Linked DNA regions of Mus musculus: region 1 is linked to region 2. The links are chromatin contacts, called in public Hi-C maps. All regions are on one chromosome and are shown on one strand. The core of a region is the stretch at or near the end of the contact, and the rest is flanking DNA. Distances in the headings are between cores, read along the strand shown. Region 1 has its middle 17 kb from the start of Gm36475. Region 2 overlaps Gm41042 (a long non-coding RNA gene).

Evidence for each region. A called contact is a pair of places that touch in the nucleus more often than the background predicts.
Region 1: a contact with region 2 is called in a Hi-C map of liver, with 4 times the contacts expected there. The contact joins two enhancer-like sites. A contact is called at or near these places in 1 of 484 Hi-C or Micro-C datasets (liver) and 2 of 115 datasets of contacts at active chromatin or transcription factors (embryonic stem cells and large pre-B cells).

The regions. Positions count from the first base shown.
Region 1 is chr13:101,522,049-101,525,322 of GRCm38.p6, reverse strand. No RefSeq gene overlaps it. Among named protein-coding and RNA genes, the nearest start is that of Gm36475, 17 kb to the left of the region's middle. Within about 2 kb of position 1,667, at least 27 of the 459 cell types and tissues checked have an H3K27ac peak or open chromatin away from gene starts, as enhancers often do. A contact at or near this core is called in liver, where this site is marked.
Region 2 is chr13:101,014,759-101,018,153 of GRCm38.p6, reverse strand. All of the region lies in intron 1 of Gm41042 (a long non-coding RNA gene), which reads right to left. Among named protein-coding and RNA genes, the nearest start is that of Gm41042, 19 kb to the right of the region's middle. Within about 2 kb of position 1,718, at least 18 of the 459 cell types and tissues checked have an H3K27ac peak or open chromatin away from gene starts, as enhancers often do. A contact at or near this core is called in liver, where this site is marked.

The DNA of each region.
Region 1 (3,274 bases), core at 418-2,917, 510 kb before region 2:
GGTGTCCTTGGGGTAAATAACTAAGAGTGATATAACATAAATGATTAAGTAGTAGGGTGTATTTCTAGTTTTCTTAAGTGACATCTACACTGATTTCTGTAGAGATCTGACTAGATTGCATTCCCACCAGCGGTGAACAAGGGTTCCCTCCTGCTGTTTGTCTTTTTCCAAAGGGGGGTTGTGTTTTCTTTATAGCTGAGCACTGGTTTCCCTCTTCCAAAACTGGCTATATGTTCCAGGGCAGAGAGCTTTCTCTCTGCCCTGGAGAGAAACTCTGAAAGAAATTGCCTCAGAGTTCAGCTCAGAGGACAGCATTGCTACACTAAGCAGTCCAGATCGAAAGAACTTTCGCATTGTTTCAGTAGAACCAATGTCCTCTTTTCCCTGACCTTGGCCACCTGTGTGCTGGAGCACCTAATGTGGGAGAATTAGTGGATGGATTGTCCCATGGCAGAACTGCCCGGGGAGAATCTAAAATATACAGCAAACCTCTGACAGACCACAGCCACCTGAGAATGAGTTTATTACTGTCTTCAACTAGGTCCAACTTAACTCTTTCCTTGTCTCTTCATCTTTATTTTGAGGCCATCTTGAAGGCTACGCTCTGCCTCTAAAATCAGCACCAAACCAAGTTCCTCATTCTAAACCACCCAATCCGGCCATCTTTAGCACTTGGTCCCTATTTTATACTCCTCAGTTTTATTATGGTTCAGCCCATCATTGCTGATAATTTGGGATAGACACATGCAGTAGCAACCCAGAGGAAGGCTTAGTGGGAAGACCTAACCCTACCTACCGTAGGCCCTTCTCCTGGCCCTGGGCCTGCTTCATTAATTGCACAACTGGGCACCATGAGAAACACATGACTGCCATCGACATAGACAAAGAAGGAAAATATGAGCCATCCATTTGGCAATAATGTTGGCATCTTCCTCCCTTCACGCTGCCAAGGCCTGACCAGAAAGATCTTGGCCAGCTTACTGCCTGGTGTAGTCAGTCTAGACACAGGGTGGCTCAGGTCATGGTATGTAGAGCAGCTGTGGTGAATTCTATACATACAAGTAAAGACAGATAAAGGTTCCTGCTTCCTGTCTCCTGTGGAGACACAAACTAGAGTGAAGTTTAAACTGATGGAATTAACCCCTCATGGACTTAGAAAAGTTTTATATTTTTTAAACTTATAATTTGCCTCAGAATAGATATTATATTTTGATTTTCTTTAGAGTTTCATTAATATAAGAAAAATAGATTGTTTACTGTCCACATAAACCATGTACAGTCCTTTTGAATAAGGAAAGTAGACAAATATGCAAATAAATGTTAAGTAAATATAGAAAGATGTGTGTTATGTTTGCAAGGAAACCATGTCCTTGGTCTCTATAGAATGTCAGTCCAGTGGCCCAATTTTGAAAGTAGCTTAAGGAAACAAAGATCACACATACCTACTAGTCTCATTTGTCCTCTCCCCGAATTTAGCCTTCAAGTTAAATGTTATTTCCCTTATTCTGTAAATGAGGAAACGGAGGCTGCCCGAGGGTTGTTCTAGGTCACAATGAGTAAGTGACTGAGTTAAGGATTGACCAGACTCTGCCAGACACCAAAAGCTCATTGCTGTCAGGTTGTCACTAATTTGAGCAACTGTCTTCTCCCTGAAGTGTACACCCAGGGACATTTAACAACATTCCAAGATGAGGTCATCAGGGAGAGCTTGGTCAAGTTACCATTGAAGAAGTCCTCTCATCCATTTCCCAGAAATCCAAGTTGAAAGGTGAGTTTTGTAATTGCTTCCCATTTAATAGATGATTTATTTTAAGTGCCTAGTCTGGTGATGCAACAAGTAGGGGTGGGCTTGGTTTGAAGAGTTTCTGATATTCTAGGATGTGCTTTCACTTCAGTGCATGGTGAGTCTCCCAGAAAATTCCTCAAGATAGTCAGCCACATATCCATAAATGTATATGTGAGCACACCTATAGGAACACAAGGTACACAGCAAGGCATGAGCTAGGTCTGAAGTGTTTCTGATCTTCTGGGAACTATTATTCACTTTCTTGAGCTTTGATTCTTCAAGGAAGCTCCTAAAGAGGGTTAGTCAAATGGTCATAAATGCACACTTGCTCATGTACATATATACTGGAACTCAAGGTATGTGAGGAACATATGAGCCTGTCAGTTCATGCATATATAGGGCATAAGCACACATGTATAGGGTCAAATAGGGAATGTGCATACACACATGTATGCACATGTGTAGAACTATGTATTTAGGAACAAATGACACAGGTACACATGCATTTAGGAACATATGGGAATATGCACATATGTAAACGGGAGAAATAGGTGTGTGTATATGTGCATACAGGAACAGATAGCTTTCAGTTATATCACAGAATGCTATTTGGACAGTAAACAGAGCAGGGACTACTAAGAAGAATGATCCTTCCATCTTGGGGGCTGGTAGTTGGAGGTACAGAAATTAATTCACACAGAATAGATTAAGAAGAGGGAGGGCAGAGTTTACCTAGGGCGCAGTCAGAGTACTGTAACTCATTCACCAGCCAGAAACAAAGAAGTCTATTACCAAACTGGGGTGTGTAGGTGGTAATGGAAGGATAGAGGGTTTTGTTGGGACTTTTCAGCTAATAGACAAGTCACTTTTTTCCTCACGGCAGCTAAAGATACCAGGAATTTCTTAAGAGGAGGGTTGGTAGTAGTTGTATTTTCTGGGGGCTCTACTCAGATAAAAATATTTCATGAGAGGCTGGAATCTGGTCCAGTCAGTGGAGTACCTGCCAAATGAGAAATTAAGACATGAATTTGTGTCTGTGATATCCATTGAAAACCTAGACAAGCTTATACATGCCTATGACCTTAGCATTGGGGTCATGGAGATAGGTGGATTCCCAGGCAGTCACTGAGTTCTGGATTCAGTGAGACACCCTGTCTCAGAGATAAGATGGAGAGTGATAATGGGAAACCGTCAGTGCCAACCTATGACCTCTGCATGGACGTGTGCACCTGCACTCACACATGCACATGCACACATATACACACTAAACACATATTAGATAAAATATCTAATGACATTTCTTTGTGCCTCACCTTTAGCTCAAATATTTTTATTTTAAAAGTATTATTTATATCAAGTCTCACTAGATTCTCTTATTTTGCCTGTTTGAAATTATTTTAGAAGTTTTATCAAAAAGGAGGGCCAAAGGGGGAGGGGAGGGAGATGAAAAAGAGAAAGAGGAGGCATCAGTGGGTGTGGATTGGCTTA
Region 2 (3,395 bases), core at 469-2,968:
ATCATGGTGCTGTTGGGAGTTGGTGGAACTTCAAGGAGTGGAGCCTTGTTAGAGAAAATCAGGTCACTGGGAGCATGCACTTGAAGGCAAAACACACACACATAAAATAAAAAAATAAATAAAATTTAAAAACATTAAAAGTTGGCTAAGTATGTTTTAAAGAATTATAAAATAAAATAGAATATATTTGTGACTACCTATGATAATGTCTTCTTCCATTGTGCAAGTAGATATATAAATATATCACTAGCTAACACTCATAATACTTAATATTGACCAAGAACTGTAAGGTGCTTTCATATACATTAAGTTACTCAGTCTGCATGATCATTCCATAAGATAGAACTATGTTGTGGATGGCCCTGCGTGTATTTTGGTGTTAATTTCACTTTCCCAGGAGGGGTTGTTTGGAATGAGAAATGAATCACGTACTCAGGTGACTTCTAGCGAACCATCCCACAATGAATAAAGGAGACAATCACTGGATGAGTAAATGGGACTTCCAGGTTGGATATGGGAAGAGAGAGTAGGCAGGAGAGGAATAAGGGCTTTTGGACCGGGATAGGAAGAGGACAAGATGTAGATACTAGTGTCTCCTGGATTTAATGGCAAATTCACCAGGATTTGCCACTGGAGGATTTAGATTTAATATGGCTTACAAGATTAGGACTCTAGCTGTTGCGCCCAGAGATTGAGCTGCCATTGTTTCTGAACTAAGTTTGTGTGGTGTTTTCCTTCATGTGGGGGCTCAATTGGGTTCCAGAGAGAAAGGTACTGTGGCAAAGTGTGGGTTCGCCAGATGTGCACCACAAAAGGCCGTGGGAGTTTTGAAACATGGGGCTGGCGTGGTAAGGACCCGCCAGTAGGAACTTAATGAGCTGGGTGGAGAGATTTCAGAGCTCTGAGTCAGAGTCTCCACGAGATAAGAACAGGCCAGCCATTGCCTGCCAGTTCATGGCCGGCCAGCCCACCATGGCAGAGAGTATCTGGGTTTAACATGAGGTGGTGCTAACTTTTTAAAATATTTTCCACAACAGAACTACTTTTAAACCAGTTTTATAGTTGGAAGAACTGAAACAAAAAACACTTATGCAGTATATCCAAGACTATCCAGCCAGCAAATAGATGCAGGTAATGCAGGTAATCTACACTTAAGTACTGAAGTATCCTGTTTCCTAAATATATTCCTTACACTGGGTTTTATATTTATGAAAAGTTTGGTGAATATAAATTTAAGGGGATTGTGTATAACATATATCCCATGTTAGTTCTAATTTCAAATAGTGGTCACTCTACCAGGCCATATGAGATAATGTTTGACTCAGAAAATGTGGTCCCTAGGTCAAATATTCTAGTGTCACTAACAACACTACCCTTGCCTCCAACCATAAACCAGAGATCTCCTGCCTTGATCATCTGTCCCTGGAACAGCATCACTTCTTACATGGAATAATCTCAAACCACTCCACCAAGATTAATAAAAAAATTTTTGCTTATATTCTGGAGAAGTTATTGCACCATTAGCAATGAAATCTAAAGCTTTTCAGAAATTACTTAGTCTTAGAGGGGGTGGAGTGGCTATAGAATTACATCATAAAACAATCACTGGAAAGTTTATTTTCCTTATCCTGGATTACAAAGAGCTGTGCTGACTACAAGGAGATCACATAATCCTATGAAAACATCCCTAAACTTTTACTCATGATATCTGACCTTCACACGGCCAGAGTTATGTAACTTGGGTAGATCATTTACTAACAACAGCTTACCCTAGCTGAGATTTTATGAGTCTACACTCATGGTTTTTAGTTCCAACAACCACTCTCTGAGGAAGGTACAGACAGGGACTATCAGAGAGACAGACATCACATGAGTCTTCTCTCTGCTTTCCTCATTTCCTTCCTGTCCATAGACTTCTGTCTCTCCCAAAAGGAAAAGCAATCATGTGGGTCAGAAGGCAGATCACTCAATCACGGGTGAAAGGTGAGAGCTGTAAGACTTGGCCCTCCCAGGCCAGGCCTCTGAGACTCCTCTGCTCTGCATCCCACTGTGCATTATCATCATGTACTTGGGTCCCCTGAACTAGCTGTGAGCTCCTGCCCCCAGCTTCTCAGGGACACTGCTCCTAACAGATGAGTCTACCTCCTTCTTCAGAAGATGAAGCTAGAGACACCTCTTAATATACATTAAATAATATATCTATATAATACAGGTGGATATTACATATGTTTTATATTATATATCTATATAATATATTATAGCTATATTTTATATATAATATATGTATATTAGAGAGAGAGATCCCTTAGTTGATTTTCCACCACCCTGCCTACTGGTCAGACCCTAACCAATGACTGAACCTGCATGAATATAAAAGCACAACACCCTCACAGATTAAACCAGTTCAACGATGTCAATCAAATCTGCCCTCCAGCTCCTTACAAGACGAAGCCTGTTGCAGGCAGCTAGAACTACACCTTGGCTTGGCTTTTTCACCTTGCCTACTTTCTCCCTCCACTACTATGCAGGCTTTCCCCATGGGCCTTTCCTTAATAAATCACTTGCAGCTGTCTCTTATCCTCCACATCTACCTCGAGAAACCTGATCTAAACTCTTACCCCCACCACACCCTCTACTGCAGGCCTAAGCTGATTTAAAAAGACTAACCTCACCAAATTTTTTTTCTAAGGTGTTTAGCACATTCCTCATATGCAAGTAGGTTAGGGCAGAGCCGATGCTACACCTATAGTGGCCGTCTTAAATCCAAAGATGGAAAGATAGATGCCTCATGTAAGTCTCTGACTCGTCTTCCATCAGGGACCTTTTCTGTGGAGGTCAGTACTCATTGGTCAGCCATTGACACAGCAGGGCTTTAATATCCCTTGAGTTGCCATTCTCAAACAGCCCTCTCGACTAGAAAACTAGCAGGACAGGTGGGAAACAGATATAGGCATCTCTAGTTACTAAACCCTCTGACTATCATAGACACAACAAAAATTTCACAACTCTGCTTCAGGCTTTCAGACATCAGAGCCCTCCCTTATCACTTAAAAGCCAGAAGATATCTTGGAGCTTTATCTCCCAATACTTAGACAAAGGTATTTATGTTAGCTTTAGGTTACTGTAACATATATCTGGGAGAAATCAATTAATAAAGAGAAAAGGGTTGTCTTGGATCACAGTTTTGGACATTTCAATAATCATTTGGTCTGTCATTTTGGGGCCCAGATAAAGTAGCATGTGACAGTGGGGCATAGATGAAACCCACATGTCAGCATCCGAGAGATGAAGAGAGGGAGAAGAAAGGGTTGTGTCCATCATCTCCTTCAAGTGCATGCTCTCATTGTCCCAATTTCCACTAACTAGGCTCTACTCCTTGAAGTTCCACCAACTCC